2 separate regions of the Mus musculus genome follow, and region 2 is linked to region 1. The links are chromatin contacts, called in public Micro-C maps. All regions are on one chromosome and are shown on one strand. The core of a region is the stretch at or near the end of the contact, and the rest is flanking DNA. Distances in the headings are between cores, read along the strand shown.

Region 1 (4,796 bases), core at 953-3,452:
CCACCGAGTCTTATCTTCCCACATACCTCATGCCAAACAAGGACAGGGGCAGCTTTATTCTGTTTATCATTTGTTTTGGGGGCCTTTATAATTTAAAAGGCATTCTGCCTATAGCCTTTCAGCTAACTCCATACTGACATTTTTAAATCCCCAAATAATATATGTAATGATACAAGGCTAGAAAATTTAATAACTGAATAAGATGAAGTATGTCCCCTCTTATGGCACTCCTTACAAATCACAAATACAAGCCCAAGCTAGCACTGTGGAGCTGAGTGTGTCCTGCCAGGGAAGCAGAAGTGAACGCACTGAATATAAATGTCCTCTGGTGGTATTGGCCTCTCGCACGCTCAGGCCAGCAGATCTCTCTCAAACCATACTTATTTACGCCAGACTTCAGCGAGGGAGATACCCATGCTTCCTGCTTTCAGGAGGTGCTGCCTCCACTTAGTGATGTTTATAAAAATGGCAGCAGTTTCCTATTTGAATGTTAATTATTGTTGTGACACACGAGATAATTTAACTTGCTTCGGTAATTTATTCTTCCCTCTAATTAGATGTAGTAATTGGAAAATCTTCCAGAGTGTAACAACAGTTCTGAAGGTGAAATGGTGGAGGAGGGGGGTGGGTCTTTGCCATAGGAACTCAACCATAACCTGGAGGTAGATGCTTAATTGGCAGCCACTTGAATGAACCAAGTGAGGAATTAGACAAGGTCCTTCTAGCACCAAGTAGGTGGGACCCGTGACCTTTGTGAATTGCATGATTCAAGAGGTAGGCAAAGCTCAAGCCAAAGGATAGAGCTACCCTCAAAAACAAACTTAGATGCTGAAGTGGTATGCTAAGGGACAGCAATCTCCAACCTTATCTTAACACCCCAAGTCTAGAAGCCACTTATAGACAGTTCAGAGATGCTCACGGACCACAAGCCAATGGACTCTGCTGGAGTTGCTTCTGTTGTAAGAGCATCATCCACAAAATGAATAGTGCCATGGGAAAGTAGACAGGTACATGTATGAATTTAAAATAACAACAGCCAACTAGTGGCCAAAACATTCAACACAAAAGGATTTCCGCTAAGGATTCTAACTCCCTGATCTCTTACTGTTTTAAGAATTACTACATATCTTCACCTACAATTCCCTCTTGGAGATATTCTGACAGATTATTTCCATCCCATGCACATGAAGAAAAAAATGCACCTGTCTTCCACCTTTACTAATGCAAGCCAGTCTTTCTTCCTGTACAATCTCCATCATTTGGCCCTTACGTGAGCAAATCCTACTGCCACATTGTTTCATCCCCCAAGATGTCAATAGTTCCATTTATATAGTTTGTTTTTAACCTCCATATTCTAATTCCTCAAACACGTGAGTAGCACCCCCTTAATGTCTTCAAATACTTAGGCAGCACTACCTTTCCCACATCATAATCTTTTGTTCTTTATTTGTACACTGAGGATCAGAAACAGATCCAGACAGTAACACTGGCCGATATCTACTATACAGTCACCACCCATGGTTTGTTATTCCTTCCTGGCATGTTTCTTCCCATTGATAAATCCGAGTCATCTATCTGTTCTAGAGAGCTGTTAGGCAAGTTGTCTCACCATGCTGTCTTCTCAGTGGTCCTCCTGTCCTTCTTGCCTCCAGTCACTGTTGGTCACTGGAAGAACCTGACTAGTTGACAGTTTGCAAAATAGGTGAGCAGTCACGGGCCGGGGAACTCACAGGTTGACATTACGTGATCCCCACTGCCTCTCCGGGGTACTCACAACCACTCACTGTCCCAGGGGTTACCAGACAATTTCTGAGCCATTTTTCTTTTGTTGCTGAAGGGAGTTTTTTCCTCATGCTAAGTGGTTACATCTCTGGTGAAATTCATAAAGGAAAGGCAAAATAAAGATCTGATTCCTTTCAACTAATATCAAAAGTTTGTTCTATAGTACTTTCTGAAAAGTAACCAATGTGGTCTTCATTTTCAACTCTGAGAGCGTCTCCGCACCCTCCTTAGAAAACCAAATCTGGGGTCTAAGTGTGTTCTGGGCTTGGGCACGTGATGAGGAGTGTACCATCACCTCCTTGTCCTCTCCCCAGAGCCTCTGCAGAACAAGTTCTATAGCCAGTGCATCCCCAAGTAAGAAAGCATCTAAAACTCAAAGACTGTGTGTCTGGAGGAATATTAAAACCACCTGGCATGCCTTACACCTCGCATGCAACGTCATGAATTTTTTGTTTTGTTTTGTGTGGCTGAGGCAACCACTGTAACAAGATCCCAGGAAGGTAAATTTCCCTCTCAAAGACTCCCCAGAACCCACAAAAACAGAGCACGTAATGAGAAGAGTGATGGAGAAACGTGCTAAGCTGTAAACACACAGAAGCCTCATGCCAAAAACACATTCCCCTAAAGCATATCCATCATACAGACTGTATCTGTCTCCCTGAGACGGAGAGATTGCTTAAGCTATGAAAAGGACTCTCATCCATCTCGCCCCATCCACCCTCAACCCTGAGAAACAAGAGGGGCCTGTGTGGTTGGAATGCAAACAGATATTCTTGTGAGCAGGGGACAGTTGATACGTGAAGGATTCTTTCCACGAAGGGAAGCGGCCACGCAAAGCTGGGTCGTGAGGGAATGTAGCAGAGGAACAACTCTTGGGGGCACACTAGAGAATTACGGTAAAGCAGCTGTGGTAAAGGGAGCTGTCTGTTCTGCACGGTTCTTCAAACAGAAGCTTCCCTGGACCACGACAGAAAGGAGGTCTTTTAAATCATATTCCGCTATGATATAATATTCTGTCTACTTAGAAAATTAATGCAAAGCACTTCAGGTTCTCAACTGACACCTCCACTGCCACAAAGCCGACATCATCCCCAGCAACAGTACAGATCACATCCCATTTGGTACACAGAAGACTCAGGGAATTCAAGGAAAATACTAACAACTGTATAGGTTTGTTATATCATGTATTGGGTTACCAAAGTTTCCCTCCACAGACAGACACAGTTAATCTCAGAATGCCCAAAGATGTACAAATTGTTTAATTATAAAAGAATTCAAAGGGAGTGGAAGGTGTTTCTCCTTGGTACAATTGTTGCCTAACATGCATAGAGTCCTATGTTCTGCCCCTGGTGTCACATAAAGCAGGTGTGGTGTTGACTCTCTATACTAGCAAAGGTAGAGGTAGGATAAGAGATAGCTCAAGGTCATCACCAGCTAATGAGCTAGTTTGAGTCTAACCTTGGGCAACACAAGACCCTGTCTAAAAGGGGGAAAAAAGAAAGAATTCAAATCACCAAAAAAGAAAAAAAAGAAAAAAGAAAAGAAAGAGATGCGTGGCTTAAGGATGTGGGGTTATGGATTCACCCCTAACCTGAGTAAGGAGGATGAACAGCATTCACCTCTGGGACTCACCATCACCTCTGCAGCTCAGTCTACTGAGCAACATCTTCCAGACCCAGAGTCTCAAAGCCAAGATTTCAGGTAGGGAGAGACCCACATTACATTCTACAGCGGATAATCCTGTTTATATGGCAGAAACTGCTATTGTTTTATAAATCTTTTAATAAATATATGATGTTAACCTCATTAAGATGGAAATATAAGGAAGCAATCGCCTTACATCTTCCCCAGTTAATTTTAGTTTTCAACAGAAAACTAATCCCAGTTACAATCTGGAAGTGTTATGTTTAATCAGGCCCACATATTAATGGCTTATTGGCCAGTCTGTGGTTTTACCAGAAAGTGGGGTGTGATGTGAAGAAGCGAAGTCATTTAGGGGGCCAAGGGTCTCCTTTCTTCCCATTCTCTACTTCCTATGCACCATGAGGTACACACATCAACTTGCACCAACAATTTGCTATTTTGCCATGGACACAAAAATAATGGAGCCAACTGACCACAGACTAAAACCGTGAGCAAAATAGGCCTTTCCTCCTTTAAGGTGATTTTTCTCAACAAAACAAACAGAGCAGTAAGACCTCTTCTAAGATTAAGAAGTGTTTCTCATTAGTAGCCATAGTCACACCTGCCCGATTAATTCTCCAGAGTCATACCTGGCCTAATAATTCCCATAGTCACACCTAGCCTAATAATTCTCCATAGTCACACCTGCCCTATTAATTCCCCATAGTCACACCTGCCCTATTAATTCCCCATAGTCACACCTGCCCTATTAAATCCCCATAGTCACACCTGCCCTATTAATTCCCCATAGTCACACCTGCCCTATTAATTCCCCATAGTCACACCTACCCTATTAAATCCCCATAGTCACACCTGCCCTATTAATTCCCCATAGTCACACCTGCCCTATTAATTCCCCATAGTCACACCTGCCCTATTAAATCCCCATAGTCACACCTGCCCTATTAAATCCCCATAGTCACACCTGCCCTATTAATTCCCCATAGTCACACCTGCCCTATTAAATCCCCATAGTCACACCTGCCCTATTAAATCCCCATAGTCACACCTGCCCTATTAATTCCCCATAGTCACACCTGCCCTATTAAATCCCCATAGTCACACCTGCCCTATTAATTACCCATAGTCACACCTGCCCTATTAATTCTCCATAGTCACACCTGCCCTATTAATTGCCCATAGTCACACCTGCCCTACTAACTCTCCATAGTCACATCTGCCCTATTAATTCCCCATAGCCACACCTGGCCTATTAATTCTCCATAGTCAAACCTGCCACATTAATTCTCTATAGTCACACCTGCCCTATTAACTCTCCATAGTCACACCTGCCCTATTAATTCCTATAGTCACACCACCCTACTAATTCC
Region 2 (4,796 bases), core at 1,260-3,759, 180 kb after region 1:
AGCAAGTGGGTCTCCGCTGCAGTGCAGAGATGCCCTCCGACCTTGTGAAAACTGAAGCACTGGGCTCACATGTCCAGTTCTGCTTCAGTGGGTGTGAGGTGAGGCCTGACACTGTGCATTGCTAACAGGTTGGTGTCAACGCTGCTGGTGTAGAAACCACACTGGAGAGCCAACATTCCGAGGGGAAAATGTAACAGATGTCCACAGGGTGTTCACCCATCCCCTGCTCTTCCCTTTCCAAACACCAAAGTGTTAGCCTAGGGAAATAATACCCTTAGACGGCAGTCCCTTTACCAAGGCGTGCCTACTCCCAACCTAACTGTTAGGAGATACAAACAGAATGTATAGACACACAAACTGACTCTGAGCCACAGCTGAAGCAAGCCAAGGCAGCCAATCACCTGCCAAGTAAGAGGTCCAGGAGGACAATTCAGACTGCTTTCTCCAACAACGGGGCGAGAGTCAAACCACAATCAGCCTAAAGCAGTAAGAACTCCACCAGTAACTGACAGGCCTCTTGACTTTTCTCCTGATTTCATTCAGAAACAACCAGAGGATGCTATAGGTTTTTATTTTCTGTCTGTCTAAGTTGGTTGAGTTTTTTGGTTTAGGCCTGGTTTAGTTTAAGACACAGTCTTGCTGTGCAACCTAGACTGGTCTCGAACTCACAATCCTAGAGCCTGTACCTCTGGGTGCTAAGATACCATACTTTTCCTGGCTCATGTACATCTTTCCCACACAAACTGCCTCCAGTCAGGGCATACTGGTGGCTTCCCTTGGCTCCACTCTAAACGTTCCCAACTGCCAACGCAAGGGTAGCTGACCACCTTGCCACATACAGCGGGCCCTGAATAAGCAACCACTTGTTGTTACCCGTGTGTTCTTCGTTTTCCTTCCCCCAAACAAGGATAAAAACAAAATCTCCATTTTATTTTTGTGATTTTTTTTTCCCTACTGTAATTTAAAATCCCTTCTTCTGGAGGCAAGATTGGAAACCTTGCTGTGGAATCAGGCTGTCAAGACCTGCCGCCTCCAGCTACGACCGGTTACATGAGCTCTGTGATCTTCTGCACATCAGTTTCCTTGCTGCCATTCTCAACAAGAGAAAAACCAGAAATGACCAGTGCTTAGGGCTACGGTAACTGTGATCAACACTCAGGCTGTGCCTGGCACGGACGGTGTTCAGTGAAGCCTGCTGCTTTCGCTGGCCCATTTAATCCTGTGAATCCACAGCCCGCTGCTGTTGGATTGAGAGTCTTCTCGATTTGCTTGTTGTATCATCAGAAATATAACGCCCGGGCTTTCTTTGAAAGTCACCGCACGTCTTTTCTAACGCACGTGTGTTGTTTGGACAAATGGCAGAGAAGAACCAAAGCACGTGCAGGACTCAAAAGGACTGAAGCTGAACCGGTAAAAAATAACCAAAGTCACCAGGTCGTTCTCTCAGAAATGCCTGTTAGGCCACCATCGCTCAACTGTCCCTCTGATTACCCCCAAGACATTAGTCATCTGTAATTCAACAGGAATTGAGGTTACATAGGTGTGCATCTGTCAAAGTCATCGAACGAGGACACTTGGGACATACACTCACTGTAACACATCCCTTAATCCAGCTGGTCTCCCTTGTCAAATCGTGACATCTCAAGGACATCAAGGAACAAGTATTCAACTTTTGAACTCTCAAAACTAGACCTTGCCTAGCCTGTGTGAGGATCACAGTAAACACCTCACTGATCAAAGGAAGACAAACTCAAGAATTTGAGGGCCTGGGGCTGGAGAGGTGGCTCAGTAGTTAAGAGCACGGGTTGCTCTGCCAACAGCCACAAGGTGGCTCACAACTGTCTGTGACCTCAATCCCAGTCAGTGGATCGGACATTCTCTTCTGGCCCCGCTAGGGACAAAGTACCTAACGGTGCACAGGCACGCATGCAGGCAAAACACTCCTACACATACAACAAGTAGCTTAAGAGATTTAAAGAATTTAAGAAATTATATGTATTGGAGTTTATTCTGAAAAGCACTCATTAGGATTGTGAGAGTAGAGGCACACATCTTTAACCCCAGTGCTTGAGAAGCAGAGGCAGGCAGATCTCTGAGTTCAAGGACAGCCTGGTCTACAGAGTGAGTTCCAAGACAGCCAGGACTACATAGAGAAACCCTAGTGTGGGGAGTGGGGGTGGGGGACATCAGAATGAAAATGTCATAATGAAATCTATTATTCTATATGTTAACTTTAAAAAATGAAAGTACTATTTTAAGTAATGATTATATCTGGAGAGTTATTGCAAGCATTTAAATTTAACTCATTATAAAAAGAACTCTGTTAATGAACAAACTAGTGGTTTCAGTGCCTTGCACTGTTCATTATATATGACCCTACTGCCACCTAGTGGAAATGCCAGGCTATTACCACACTTGAAAAGTCCCAAAAAGAAGACAAGACTCCCAATTGGGCTGATGGGACAGAAAGCAAACATAATTAAGCCACAAACATGCAGGAGATCCCACAAGGGAACATTCCTTTCTGCTTTGATCACTTCTGTGTGCCTAGAGCCAAGGAGATTGGCAGAGGACTTTGTTGGCTTTCAGAGACTATTTATTAGCTCACTGACAAGACCCAGGGAAGACATTTAGTCATTCAAAGGCAATAGAATTTTATTCAGACAATGGATTGCTCAGTATTTAAAGGAAATGAGCTATTAAGCCACAGAAGCAAGGATCAACTTTCAATGCATGTTGCAAAGCGAAAGAAGTAAACTTGGAAGGGTTATACACAGTATGATCCAAATCCCCGTGACATTCGGGAGAAGTCAAGGCCACAGAGGCAGGAAGAAGAGCATCGGTGGCCAGGACTGACTGAGAGAGAGAGGAGGGGATAGATGGAACTGGAGACATGTCACACCCACTGGTCCAAACTCAGAGAATATGCAACACTAAGTGAATCTTAATACAAACTTTAGCTGTTAGGTGATGTGTCACATGAGTCAGGAGTTGTGATAACTGTACTTAAGGCTGGGATGTAGACGTGAGGACAGCTGTGTGTTTGAGAAGCACAGTACATATGTTACCTCTTTGTATCTCTATACCCAAAACTAGTCCAAAACACAAAATCGACTTTAAAAGAGATTACACACACACACACACACATGTATACACACACACATGTATACACACACACACAATGCTTCACTCTGACCTAAGAGTCCTCTGTGTAAAATCTGCATTTAATGAGTACATCCAAAGCAGGATGCTTGCTAGATGTGGTGGCATAAGCCTGAAAGCCAGCATTTATCAGGCTAAATTAGGTGTTTAAGGCCAGCCTGGAGAAAGGGGTACTTCCTAGTCATCAAGCAGTTTGATGGTGCTTACTGGGTATCACACGCTGTCTTCCCCGTTTCACAAACATCAGATCATTTCATGTATAGAGAATCTGTGACTGCCACTCCTGGCTGCCAATCTCACATCTGGAATGAACTACAATCCAGAAGCAGAGGGCACACCTACAACAGATTTTTTGCTTGGTTAGAAGTGTGTGGATCCACTTCTAGTCAGGACTTTTGGTGGAAAGGCACTCACCTTTTATCTGTATCTTAAGGTGGGAAGACACACCTATAATCCGGGCCACACCTTCTGCTGGAAGCCTACATAAGGACTTAGAAGAAGGAAGCTTTTGCTCTGTGCCCGCTTGCTCTTCTCTTGCTAGCCAAGTCCATTCCTTCACTGGCATTAGATTAGAGCCTATCTCTTAGGGATGTGTCTACTAGCAGAGACATCTAGCCTCATGGACTGACAACTCCTGGATTCTTGGACTTTCTGTTCACAGCCTGACATTGTTGGATTAGCTGGACTGCAGCCTGTGAGGCATCCCGATAAACCCCCTTTATACAGAGAGAAGGATTCATTAATTCATTCTTTCTCTAGAGAACCCTCATACGACATTCACCACAGTCCTATGAGAACCACATTTCTGTCCCGTTTACTAGACAGGGACATTCAGACACAGAGACCATAAATGACTTGCCCAGAGTCACACAGCTGGCGAGTTGTAGAGATGATGACTCTCACTGTCGACACAAAACTCTGTCAGACACGAGGCAAAAAAAAAAAAAAAAGTGTGCCTACCAGTGGTGTGACTGTCTACAAAACACAGAAGGGAAAAAAATTTAAAGTACTATTAGATCAAAAACTCATGTATTTATTTTTTAAAGGCAGTATTATTTCTATGTCCAAATAATAAAATTTAGAATACGTATATAAAACACTAGTTTCAATAATTACTAAAACTAAAATTAACTATTTTCTTAATCTGTAGTTCCTCTATGAATAGAGATGTACAACTGTCCTGGCTTAGTCTATGTGATGGTTAATAACATGAACTTAAGAGGAAGGAGAATTACCTAGGAGGGGTGGAGAGATAGCTTAGAGGTTAAGAACACTTGTTACTCTTACAGAGGACCTCAGTTCAAGTCCCAGCACCAACATAATGGTTCACAGTCATCTATAACTCCAGTTCCAGGGCATCTGATGCCCTCTTCTGACCCCTGGGAGCACGAAGCATGAACACAGTAAACACATAAAACTTGCGGGCAAAAAGTAAAATGAATAAATCTAATCCAATTGCGCAGGAGCCACACCTCCGGCACGCCCGTCAGAGATTGCCTAGATTGCCCTGAACTGATCTGGGCCTGTCCACCCTAACTGTGCTGACACCATTCCATGGGCTGAAATCCTGGACAGAATCAAAAGGAGAAAGCAAGCTCTGCACCCTGCACACGCACCAGGTAGAGAACACAACT

The links. A called contact is a pair of places that touch in the nucleus more often than the background predicts.
Region 2: a contact with region 1 is called in a Micro-C map of palatal mesenchyme, with 2.5 times the contacts expected there. The contact joins two enhancer-like sites. A contact is called at or near these places in 5 of 484 Hi-C or Micro-C datasets (CD8 T cells, gonadal supporting cells, liver and 2 more) and 1 of 9 other capture datasets (embryonic stem cells).

Annotation. Positions count from the first base shown.
Region 1 is chr1:179,293,574-179,298,369 of GRCm38.p6, forward strand. All of the region lies in intron 5 of Smyd3 (SET and MYND domain containing 3), which reads right to left. It overlaps Gm31349 (a long non-coding RNA gene), which reads right to left. Exons shown (of 2, transcript XR_373746.3): 2 at 3,810-4,796. Among named protein-coding and RNA genes, the nearest start is that of Gm31349, 32 kb to the right of the region's middle. Within about 2 kb of position 2,203, at least 9 of the 459 cell types and tissues checked have an H3K27ac peak or open chromatin away from gene starts, as enhancers often do. A contact at or near this core is called in palatal mesenchyme, where this site is marked.
Region 2 is chr1:179,474,867-179,479,662 of GRCm38.p6, forward strand. All of the region lies in intron 1 of Smyd3 (SET and MYND domain containing 3), which reads right to left. Among named protein-coding and RNA genes, the nearest start is that of Smyd3, 41 kb to the right of the region's middle. Within about 2 kb of position 2,510, at least 61 of the 459 cell types and tissues checked have an H3K27ac peak or open chromatin away from gene starts, as enhancers often do. A contact at or near this core is called in palatal mesenchyme, where this site is marked.